Regions from separate parts of the Oryzias latipes genome. Here region 2 is linked to region 1. Evidence: chromatin contacts called from public Hi-C data. All regions are on one chromosome and are shown on one strand. Each heading gives the region's core, a stretch centred on a gene start, on an enhancer-like site or on the middle of the called end of the contact. The rest is flanking DNA. Distances are from core to core; before and after follow the strand shown.

Region 1 (6,139 bases), core at 1,979-4,478:
TGGTGAACTTGGCTGTGGACAGTTTTCCCGTCTTTCCTCTGAACACTGCAGGGGATTTTAGCTTCTTAAAAGACCGAACTTTATCAGCAAATGAGAGTTTAGGGATGGAAGTCTCCCCAGGTAGGATCATGGAGTGGGGTCTCCTCTCCAGTTCTGAGACAGCTCTCTTCCTGTTCAAGATCTTCCAGATGCCCCCTGTGGCACGGGGTCTCCGACTGACCTCCTGTCTGTCCTTGACAAGGATCTGAGAAGAGGCGGCCTGGATCTCTCCTTGCTTGTCCACATTTCCTGGCCCAGCCTCCTGAATATAAACACTGCCGCTCTCATTCTCCACGTCCAGAGAAACATTAAACACTCGGTTGACAAACCCATTAGGGTTACTGCTGTCAGGGACAGGGTTGTCTGTCTGTTCCATCCTCTCTCATTCTACAGTGTCAGCTATCAGTTCCAGTAGGCATCATGTTAAGGCCCACTCGCGTTGTCAAGCACCTGGGGGAGCAAAAAACATTTTTATTCAGGAGTCTGACATTAATCTGAAAACACATTAACTACACTTAAGAAATAAGTTTTACTTACAGCAAATACTTGTATCCCTTAGCAAAAAGTAGCCTGTGTAACCCTTGTGCTATCTTAGATGACCCCACCCTTACATTGACGCATTCTCCCTACCATGACAAAGGTGGATAAAGGTGGAAAGATTTGATGGAATCCATGGACACCAGTGAAGATCACAAATCATTGAAGAAAAAAGGTTCAGAGCACTGTCTACTGGGTCTAGATGACCCAACTCCCAACGTTAGTGCCTAGGATAGCACCAGGGTTAAATGTACTAAGCAGTCTATACTAAAAGTCAGGCAGTATACTTAAAGTTTCCTTTTTTATATACTACCTATATATTATACACTTTCATTTAGTCTGAAGAACATGTACATGGTTTATAGCATACTTGCTATACTTAAACTCAAATATACTACTTTTTGCTAAGGGATATGAATGCTAACGGTGTACTTATTAGGAAGGGCATTTAATGTATTATCTAATCTGCAATAAAGGTCAAATATTTAGGAGTAACAGATGGGAACAAGCTTTCAAACAGCAAAAGTCTGGGACATCTCCTTCTTTGATGCTCAGACTTTTGAATTGCAGGGAACCCACTGTACCCTCCACCCCCAATATTTGCTTTTGCACCCCCATATTTGCTTCAAAGTAATTATTTTAGACACAATCCCAACTCACTTTTTAACTGGGAGGCGTTGTTGTCATAGAAACACTCACTATAGTGATGTCTTTTACAGATCTGCTCCAGTAGTAACACCACCGCACAGCTTAGATGGGCTTCGTCAAAAGCGGAAGATGCTTAGAGTATGCTAATTTCACTAGTTTGGTAATTCGACTAATGAGTGGAAGCATCTTGTTTATTTGAGGCTTCCACCACAACACTAGTTATTGTAAATTAAATTGTTACAGAGGATCAAAAACTTAAAAATATTATTACTTTATCACTGATAATCTTTTGAGAATAATAAAAAGGTACAGATGCTGTTTTTGGTGAGTTTTAATTGAAGTTAGGCTGCACTTAAATCTTGGATTTTTCTCTAGATAAGATTTGAGAAAAAATGAATCGCAGTGACACAAAAAGGAATTCCCACTAATGTTTTATCAAAATGAGATCGAACTACACAAAGTCAAAAGAAAAGCAACAACAAGTTAAGATACTGTTTGGTACTTATATCTAAAGAGGAAATCCTTGTTCAGCTTGGTAAAATGTGCAGGTTTACACAGTCTCAAGCTTTGAATCACCATCCTTTTCAGACGCTCTCAAAGAGTTAGTCATACTATTGTTAAGCTGCACAATGAAAAGAAAATGACTGTACATAATTAATCACGGCTACCTATAAGGGTGCACACTGTTTATATGAGGATTATAGTTTCATTAAAAAAAAAAAAAGTTAGATCAGTTCTATGTTTGGAATGCTTTCTGCAGACAAATAAACCAGAAGTGGGATGTGATCAGCTCAGATGGACAAAGTCACCCAACATTACCAGGTGATAGAAAGGGTGCACAAGGATTTTGGCAGTACCAAATTAAGAAGGTTTATAGACAAATCTCCACAAAAACACACACATTTTTTTTAAAATAAAGTTATAAGAAGTTATCAAAATCTCTGCAAGAAAATATTCTGAAATCCCAAACAGGAATTTTCTGCAACGTTCTGGGCTGTTTCACTAACAAAAATAAGAACCACAGAGACAGCCAAGTGAAGGAAGAGCATTTCCAAAGCCTTAAAAAAAGGAGGATACACATTCTTTTGATGATGTTTGTGGCCTCCAAATGTCTGGGAGTCATTTCCTAAAGGATTCATAAGAGTTTAAAAAAAAAGAATTTTGAGGTTATATTAATCCGGCCAATTAGAGTTGGAATCTCTTAAACCAGCCTCCCATTTGGATGTTATTACCCACAAATTAAGATGGAGTCTGCACTTAAAGCCCATAATATTCAACATATAGTCGAATTAAACTGTCAGTTAGGACACAGACTATTTGAATGTGTAGCTTTTTAAAAAGATAGTCCAATTTAACTTAGGAGTAACAGCAACTTGACTTCATTTTTAACCAACTTGGGGTATTAAACAGGTGAATAATGTTAACTAGTGTGGCGTTTGCGGCCACCTTCAAAACTTCAAGAACTTTACCTCTGTCTGTCTAAAAGCTGAGACTAAAGTTGTTTGTTGTTGTCCCGAGGTCTAAAAGTCAAATCGAAAAGTTACGTCATTACAAAAACTCGGGTTCACGATAAGACTGTTGAATTAGTAAAATTACCTTAAACAGTCGCTGCGTAAAAGGAAAGAAAAATGACAGCTGTAGCGCTTCAACCGTCCACATAAAGTGAATAGAGAGTTCCGTGGAAAAGGTCCACGCCGTGAAAACGCCGTGATTGAGACAGAAGAGCCGGCGCAAACTTACCAAACCTGTGCGCTTTATAAGGACATCTGCCCCGCGATCAGTCAAGTTAGACCAGCCACCGGCTGAAGTCCACCGCTGTCCTAACTGCTGCCATCCGAGGGCGAGAAGGCGGACGCTGCGATAGGAACAGCGACTCCCTTTGCGCCTCTCATTTGACTCCTTTTTTTCCCTTCTAACTTTCTGAAGTGAGGCTCCAACGTTTCAAAAAAAGTTTCCCGGTGAACTCTTGCCCTGTGCGCCTTAGCAGACCCCGACACTCTGATTTGTGATAAAGCTCTTTACGCACGGAGAAACAACACATCCTCCTTCACGCGCGCACGCACACACACACTTACACACATTAGTTCCACACATACACACAGACCAGAACATAAAAACTATAATTATTTTCAGTCAAAAGCTAATAACAGATAGTTAAAAGCTTAGTAAGGTCTTTAAAACTACTAAAATTCATAAATCGCTTGTATTCTGTGTTGTTCTCGTGTTTCTTCTGTCCCTCATGACTGTTGTTCCACCTTTTTTTAATGCAGGTCATACACATTCACATACACACATAGTATTTGTTGGATGGTTTTGTTACAAAAGCACTTATAACTTCCAAAGGAACATCAGTGAAAACAAGTGATTGACTGAACTCTGGTCTCTGGCTGATCCTCCTATGGGATTTGCTCTGAATGTGAAAATCCTTCTATTCAAGTGACACAATGGGGAGAGGGAGCTGGAGGGTGTGTGTGTGTGTGTGGGGGGGGGGGGGGACTGAAGGAACTCAGAAAACTAAACAGCTCCATAAGTCCATAGCCCTGAAAGAGGAGATGGTGGAAGAAGGGGGCCTAAATTTAAACGTTTCCTCTTTGTCCTGTTTTGGGCCCATTGTCACAGCGTGGCGTTCTCCCTTCTGCACAGGAAGGAGTGGATCTGACATCAACGCTCTCAGGCTGACAATGCCAGGAAGTCTGTCTGACTGTATGTAAATATCTCTGCGTGTCCATGCTTCCCTTGCTTGTCCGTGGAGCAGCTCTCCGCTCCCTCGTCCGCTTTACAGCTGCAGTTCTTGGTGGTGTAAGCAGCAACTCTGATGATTTACATGCCACACTCTCCTGATAACTCATCCGCAACTGTCACTGTGACTTACAGCAGCCTCATCTCCATGTGACATTATGGAACTTCCATATTTGCAAAGATTCTTTTTTTATGTAAATGATTTCAGGATTAGTCACATTTTTTTTAATTCCTTTTGAATTCAGACACATTCTTGCATTTTTTAAGGCTAAAACTATTCCCTTTGTTCCTATACTTATTTAATTCTTGCAAACTTCCTCAAGACCGCCTTCCTGCCGTCCTCCTGCTGTCACAAAACATCCTGGCTCGAACAGGCAGCAGGTTCTTCCTCATCTTTCACAAAAAAATTCACCCAAATAGTGTAAACATGACAGAAAATTAAGTAGGATAAAATTAAAACAATGGATAGCATTGAAAAAGTGAATCGTCATTTGCAGGGCTTTCTTTTTTTGGTTTTGTTGACTTGACTTTTTTTTTTTCAGAGCAAAACCAAACCCTTTGAAATGATGTCATCCATCCCTCAATTTCAGAACAATCGTCTTCTTCCTCTCCATCGTATGACACGGTCCACACTTACAGATTTTATTTTTTGGGGGGGGGGAACTACAGAGGACAAACACCCTCAGCATAGACCCAGCTGTAATTATTTCACCAGTCTTTGTCAAAGCTGCTGAGAGAAAACAGGCTGCCGTGAAAAAGCCAGCCAGACAGAGGGAGGGGAGAGGGAGGTGGGGGGGAGGAGAGGGATTGGGGGGGGGGGGGGGGGGGCAGATATGTTGTGATATCAAATGAAAGGCTTAGTAAAGCCATGGGAACTAGATGCATAAGCTGCAGCTCATGTGAGAACAGCTGGGAGGTCAAGTCCAAGTTTTGTTTTGAGTGCAGGTGTTTGGTGAAAACAGACTGAGGTTTACTCCATTTTCTCAGAAGGAGACGGTTGCTGAGTTTGGGGAGACTGGGGAGAGATGCTGTGTAGTTATGGGGGGGGGGGGGGGGGGGGGCATCACAAACAATAAGCCTACAATAGTTCTTTTTTGGATGGATTTCCCCGCCCCCAAATTTTTGGAATAAAAATCATTTTCAGGTAGTCTTTTCCTCTGGTATCAGACCTTGAATTACTCGGACATTCCTGAAATTCCCGCTGGACTGACCTGCATACTCTTCTGGCTTGGGTGCAACATGGCACTGCGTTCAACACACACACATACATACACAAGTTCACACCCCTTTTGAACCCATCTTACCAGTTCACATTGTGACATCTGACTCTTTTGATCCCAACTTCAATCCCCTCAGGTTAATCAATCAATTTAGGCCCTTTAATGTGTGTGTGCCAGCACACGACAGCTGGAATGTGTGAAGAGAGATGTCAGTGATGGGAATTTCTCACTTTTTAAGAGTCTCTTCTGTAAGAAGAAGGAAAGAGGGGAGTGTGAAAGGACAGGACAGAGGGAGTGTGCTGGTTTGTTAGTTAGTGTGCATGCGCAGCTTTCAGCTGGGGGATTTTTTTGTCTTTATCGGGATGAATCTGAAAACAGGAAGGCGGGTTCCAATAAACAAGACGAGCGGAAGAGTACCAGAGTTTTACTTCCTGTTTCAGAGCTTGGAAGGAAACAGCAGATTTTTTAGGAATTCAAAGCAGGAGTAACACTCCTGTAGGCTACCATCTCCAACATGCTCTGAAAAAAGAAAAAACAATAACAACACTTTTTTATGCCCTTTTTTATAAAATAGGAGCAATTAATTCAGAATATTTGACTGGCTCTGTATCCTGCTATGCCCTGCAGGCTGAGCTAAACTTGGCTTTGTTTGTGGGTCAGGATCAGTGACAAAAAAAGCAGCCTGGCACTATATGCCACTTCTGCTCATCTGGGTGTATTCCACTGATGACAAAAAAATTAAATAAATAAACAAATAAATAAAAATTAACAACCAGTAGACATCGGGGGGGGGGGGGGGGGTGTTAAACCAAGCGAGAGCATAAGGAGATACAAGTTATAACATCTTCTCTGCAGAATGTATGAAGTCAGTAAAAAAGAACCAGATTTGAGAAGTTAAAATCGCAACTGACAGAAAACTGCCTTTCATATGGCAAAAATAAATAAATAAATAAAAA
Region 2 (6,139 bases), core at 1,607-4,106, 350 kb after region 1:
AGTTTGATATCATCCATTTCCTTTACGACGCACACACAACAATTACACAAAGAAAAGTTGCCCAATATTTATTGTCAGTCTATTTATACATTTATAGATATTAATGTTACAGCAGATCAATATTTTACACAGTTAGAAGCATTTTCTGTGCTGCAGATACAGGACGACAAAGACAAAAAAATGGGGGTAAAATTACGTTTGAGTAAGACAAAAAAAAAAAAAAAAATCACATGTACGTCACACTGGTCAATGTAAGCAGAAAATGTGTTTTTCACAACTATAGTTCAGGGTTGAGTGCAGGGTTTGCCCCTAACCAAAAGTTTGCGGCACCTCCTTCTTGTTCCTGTTTTTCTGAATGGCATTTGGCGTCCGCTGCTGGACGGAAGAGTGCTGACTGGCAGGAGGTGATGACGGGCTGCTACTGAGCACGTGTGACTGCGGGTGGGTGTGGGCCCGTCCCTGGGCGGTGATGGGGTACAGTAACGGCATGGCGATTCCCTGTTCGGCCTGTTGAAAAGCTGCTATCAAATTCTTGATCTGTCGAAAATACCTTTTCTGCACACCGGGAGTCGTCTGCACGACAGCACGGTTCAAAAAAGAAGAGAGAAAAAGAGGCACAAAGGAATTAGATTTCACATCAAACACAACAGGGGAAATAAAAAGGATGTGGCGTGGCCTTTTGAAATGAGCTCTTCTAAGACCGAAATCATAAAAAGGATCAATTCTACTAATGGATGCCAAAAAGAAAATGTCTTGTGATCTGAAATCTGTCAGTGATTTATTTATCTGAACTACGTCCTTATATTACTTTTCTGTAAACAACAGCACTACATGAAGGCGCTAAAAGCTTTATTTGGAGAATTCAAAATCTGCTCGCCTCTGTAATCACACAATTCTTTTGGTGTTTTTATGTTTTTTTAGTTAATAAAAATCATTATTTTACGGGTCATGTGCGACAACAAGGATTCTTCAAGTGTCTCATTACCCCAGCAGCTTTATTTGTGACCGCACCCCTCTGAAATACCACAAACGTCCCTTTAACAAAAAGCTTAAGCGAGAACAAAACAATCCTTTTTCAGCTTGATCCTTCGGTTTTACTTTGGCATTTTCCCTTTTTTTTCCAGTATCTCTCAGGGAGCTTTGCGGTGTTTGTAATAACACACTCATCAGTTTTCCTGGTGTGTGTGTTTGTCTACAGTGGCTGTCTCTTTAAAGTTTAATATTACTAAAGCATTGCATTTTCAAATTGGCTGTAATTTTGTCAAGTAAGGACTTTAAAAAAAAATGCATCTTTTCATTCCGTGCTATCAATCAGTGCGAGAGCCGGAGAAGACGGTGTTCCTTGAATACAATGTAACATCATTTAATCAAAGGCAGGGAGTAATTCCCACAGCGCAGCACTTTGGATGCTCCTATCTCAGGCCACGAGCGTAACCTCTGTTTCCCCAGTGCCTTTCATTAAAGTGACTGATATTGCACATGAATAATGTAAACTGTTATTGAGCTGGTAGTGAAACTCCTGTAATTCAAGTCCACCCTCCTGTCAGTGCACCTGACAGGGAGCAAGAGTTAAAAATGTCGTCTTGCTCAGTCGTCACAAAGCCACAAGGCCTTCAGATGTCTGTGCGTTCGCATCTCTGGGTGTTTGCCAATCCTCACTGCTCACTGATACACACCATCAGAAATGCTGTCGAATGTAATTCCACATTTCCACATCTGTGGAACATGTGCTGATGCTGCCATCTTTAAATTTGAAATGGAGAGAGAGGGCCGGGCGCACAGGTTTGTTGTTGCTGAAGGAAAAGGAATGTACCCAGTTTTTCTGCGATGTCAGTCCTCCAAAAAAAAAAAAAAAAAAAAGGAGCAGAGAAACATGTTTGCCTCAGATCCACAGCTTGTTGAATTACTGTGGCACCACAACAACTTCTAACCCAATAAACACCAACCACAGCGGAGCAGATGTGCTGTCGCTCTGCTGAGTCTGTGAAGGTTTTTGGTGTGTGATGACAAAATAAATAGAAAAAACTTGACAAAAAGGAAAAAAAGAAAAGAAAAGAAAAAAAATCTCACTTCTGCAGCCCATGAGCCAGTGTCATCCCTGTAGAGTCTGTAGGTGTAGACGTAGCCTTTGCACCTGCAAACAGATAAAACAAACACCTTTTGTTCTGGGTTCACTTTTTTTTTTTAAACTTCATGAAAGATGTGCAGTTGCTGCTTCACTTCATCTTGTTGGTGATTTTCATATTTACACTGATTTTAAGTCTTTATTAGAAACCTGGATGCTGTTTTTTACCGCTTTAACGCTTTTTCTCAAATATTAGTAAAGCAATAATCTGTATATCATCAGAAATTAGAATTAGATTAATGCAAAAATATAAATATATATATATCATTTTTTATTAATACTCACAGCACACACAGGCAGTAAACGCCCGGCAACGAGTCGCTGTTGCGGATCAGATAACACCCATCCCGCCCGTCCTGGCCCAGCCGTCGCTCGCCCTCCTCCTTGCCGATAGGTCCGTGGTAAACAGGCAAATTTTCCATCGCTATTTTTCTTCAAATATGCTTATTTGCTGTAAACCAGGCCAGTTTTCTGCTCTTTTAAACACAGAAAATCTCTTTTTTTGTTGTTGTTGTTGTTTTCTGCGTTGGGAACAACAGCGTATCCTCCAGGCATTAAATCTTGTTGCCTTAAAAAGCCTGACCTTTGACCTGAAAGCTTTCCGTCTTCTTCCCAATTCCAAGCATCTCTCTCATTAACCTCTGCCACTTGTGAGCTCCTGCTCACTGCCTTCCTTGCTCTCTGTATGAGATGCACACATGTGCACCTATGCACACCAGTAAAATGTGGGTTTGTTCATCTCTCAGGAAATGGTTGTATTTCACAGCAGGAAGTGACTTCAAAGACTAACTGAACATTTCCACAACAACTGCATAACCAAGAGAGGGATCCAAAAAAAAAGGTCAAAATCATCTTTTCACTCAGGAAAACATGACATACGGCAGCAAAACCACATTTTCCAGCCTCAGTCTGTATACGTATTAGCAAAAAATTTGCTCCACCTTTTTTCCATATACATTTCTACTCAAACCACTTAAAGATTTTTTCGGGTAAATAAACTAAAGATGCTGTTCATGTGCACTTGAGACAGAAAAAGTAAAAGAAGTAGAAGAAGCTTATATATTCCACAACATTGCACTCTGCAATACTGTGTCATATCTACAACAAACAATGTTTTTGCATTCACATAATACACATTCTGCTTCAATGATAACAACAGCTTACATATGTACACTTTGTAGTTTCCTGCTAGGCTTTGATCACATGATCAGACGTATTTTGGGCATATTTAATTACAATGGTTCCAAGAACAGGAAACTACTGCATTTAGGCAGTTTGATGTGGAGCAAAAAGTGTTTTAATGCAGGCCCAAAAAGGAAAGATGAATCATTCTAGGTAGCTTGAAAGGACAATTTCCTTAGAAGTTAGACTTCTAACTCTTTATTGATCTCTTTCTTTCCTCTATCTTCTTTAAATCAATCCCCTAAAGAAAAAGGTTGATTAAAAATTAAAAAGGACTGCTCCAAGGATGTTTTGAAAGACCTTTAGGTCCTTCAAAATGAAGACTAAAACTGATTTGACCAAATTCCTTTGATCAAATCTTGGTCATTATGCTCAGCCACCCCTGCATTGACCAAACTGAGCAGCACAAATATCAATGCAAATCTAGAAAGCATGGCAGTGGAGGTATGATGATTTGGGCTTGCATTGGAGCCATGCCACTTTTTACCCAAAGGCTGAAGTTTTATCTCATTTCTAATCAGATATGTCCAACTGTTAAAATAGAAGATAAATGATTTCAAAAACATGGGGCCATGTTTAAAAAATGTTAGTTCCCAAACAACTGCTTTATGTTAATAACCCTCAATGGGCGTTCTTGGTTTTTGCTCATCATCATGTTTCTTAGAGGTTAGGTGTTATGTCACATTTTGGTTATGGTTTCATTTTTGTTATGTTTAGGTTTGCTTATCAAGCTTGGTTTCCGCCAACAAGTGTTTTATGTCTCCTGCTTTTTGGTCTACAGCAGAGGGGGGCAAACATTTTCACCCCTTTGGCCACAAAGGGTTCTAAAATTAGACAGAAGGCCCAGACAGATGCATGGAGAGTCTTGGTAACCCACCTCATGAGAGAAAGAAATAACATGGAATCTGGACCAAAACGTATATCAGTTTTCAACCAAAATCAAAGTTTGCACACATATTTTTAAACAAAACATTTTGCGCTTTTTCTTTTTTTCGAAACTTTTCCTCATTTTAGTGCCAATTGCACCAATGCCCCCCCCCCCAGGGGAAAAACACAAATTTATAGAAATGCTGTGTTCAGGTGGTGTTGGACTGAGCATATAAATTACTTTCCCGCACGCAAAAAACACACAAATGTCAGAAAAATCTTCCACAAGAACGCAGAGTAAGTTTCAGCACATATATAGGTCAATGTATTTGTACCACATCATCTGTGGGTATAGACACCAGAATTGCAGGGAAAATAAAACATTTATAAGAATATAATTTTTGGTATTTTGGCAGGCCAGTTTAAACAGTTTGACGGGCCCCATAATTTGCCAACTCCTGGTCTACAGCGGCCCTCCTGACAAATGCAAGGCTTATCGCAAGTCCAAGCAAGCTTAAAATTCAGCTTAAGTGTCAGAAACTGGTGGTGTAGGACCTACTATGTAGGAGACCAGGCTTGGTAGCAGAAACTAAAACATTTAATAACCATTCCTAAATATGACAAAAACCAGAGACTACCAAAATAGTGACAAAGCTGAGCAGATAACCTGAAAACCAGACACTTAAATAGACTGAGTGTAATGAGCTGAAATGAAGACAGCTGTGAATCATGACAAACATGACCAAAAAACATTACTGACAAAAATCAAACCAAAATCCCCCACTTTTGGCATCCCCAGCCTTGTTAATATACTTCATCATAGTTTAGGATACATCTCAAATGAGGAAGAGAGCTATTAAGATAATCAAATCAAAAAACACTTTTATTTAATCTTACATAATTATTTTTGTTTTTATCCTTCGTTTTATTTAGAGATTTTCATATCAGTGCAAGCATAGTTGGTTGGCCAAAGCAGAAAAAAGCAGCCAAAAATCTGATTTAAAACTAACTTTAGAAATCCAAAGTAAGTCTTTGGAAACAAAATCTGAAGAAAGTCACTGAGGATGAAGATTTTTGCTTAGTGTCGCTGTGGAATTATTTGATATCAACCCTCAACAGCCCCAATCAAGACAAAGTTTTCTGTTAGCTATCACTTTACTTTTCCTATCTGTCAATTCAGCATGAAAACAAAAAAGAAAAAAAAGCGTTATTGAAGCTGGACCCAAATAAAAGTTTTCACCTGCTGTTCAGTGGGGTTTTCAATGATTCCCAGCGTGCATTTTTTAATTACAGGATCACACATGCTTTCAGCCACATGCCCATGCTAGATCTTCTCATAAGCGTGTCTGTGCAAACTCGCAGCTGCTCTGCAGCACAGAGAGGAATCAACTAATGAAGCTGTGTACAACAAACCTATCGTGCAATCTGTCACGTCAGTCAGCAAGTTGTGCTGTGTCAAATTAAAGATCTGGCAAATGTTCTTCCAATGACAGCAAAGCGTCTGGCGGGCCTCGCTCACGTGTCATATTAAATGTTTGGTAAATTATTCCAGGTTTTGAGAATAACATTAACAGCATTACTAAGAGTCTTTATTAAAGGTTTTTCACAAATATCTATTAAGTGATTCTGGCATTCAGTGCCGTGTCTGAGCCAACTGTCCTCTTAATGTAGCAGTTGTTAAAGATGTCTGTGTTTCCCTTTTTCAGAAGTTTAGTCTGCTTAAGTCATCAATCTGTGTCAAAGCCATTTCTCCCTCAGCTCATAAGATCATGACTGGTGGGAGTTTGGGCTTCTATCTGAAAAAGCAGCCCGTTATTTCTTGTTTATGGTATTTACTGCATTTTAGCACCACCCAGTGGCCGTTTTGACAGATCCTGGAAGAAAGGAGGTCTTTTTTTATTTATCTTGAAAAGGAAAGATCTCTGTTATAGTTATTGAAATGAAATATATCCCTTACTAGTACAC

The links. A called contact is a pair of places that touch in the nucleus more often than the background predicts.
Region 2: a Hi-C map of embryo shows a contact between it and region 1, with 1.6 times the contacts expected there. The contact joins the promoter of LOC101173952 here to the promoter of arhgef9 in region 1. A contact is called at or near these places in 2 of 5 Hi-C or Micro-C datasets (embryo and fibroblasts).

Annotation. Positions count from the first base shown.
Region 1 is chr10:22,265,205-22,271,343 of ASM223467v1, forward strand. arhgef9 (rho guanine nucleotide exchange factor 9) reads right to left here and starts at 3,229. Exons shown (of 16, transcript XM_020706732.2): 1 at 2,965-3,229; 2 at 1-489. The coding sequence starts at 415.
Region 2 is chr10:22,617,060-22,623,198 of ASM223467v1, forward strand. It overlaps LOC101173952 (SH2 domain-containing protein 1A), which reads right to left and starts at 2,857. Exons shown (of 3, transcript XM_004073542.4): 1 at 2,411-2,857; 2 at 2,071-2,134; 3 at 53-573. The coding sequence starts at 2,547. The coding sequence ends at 310.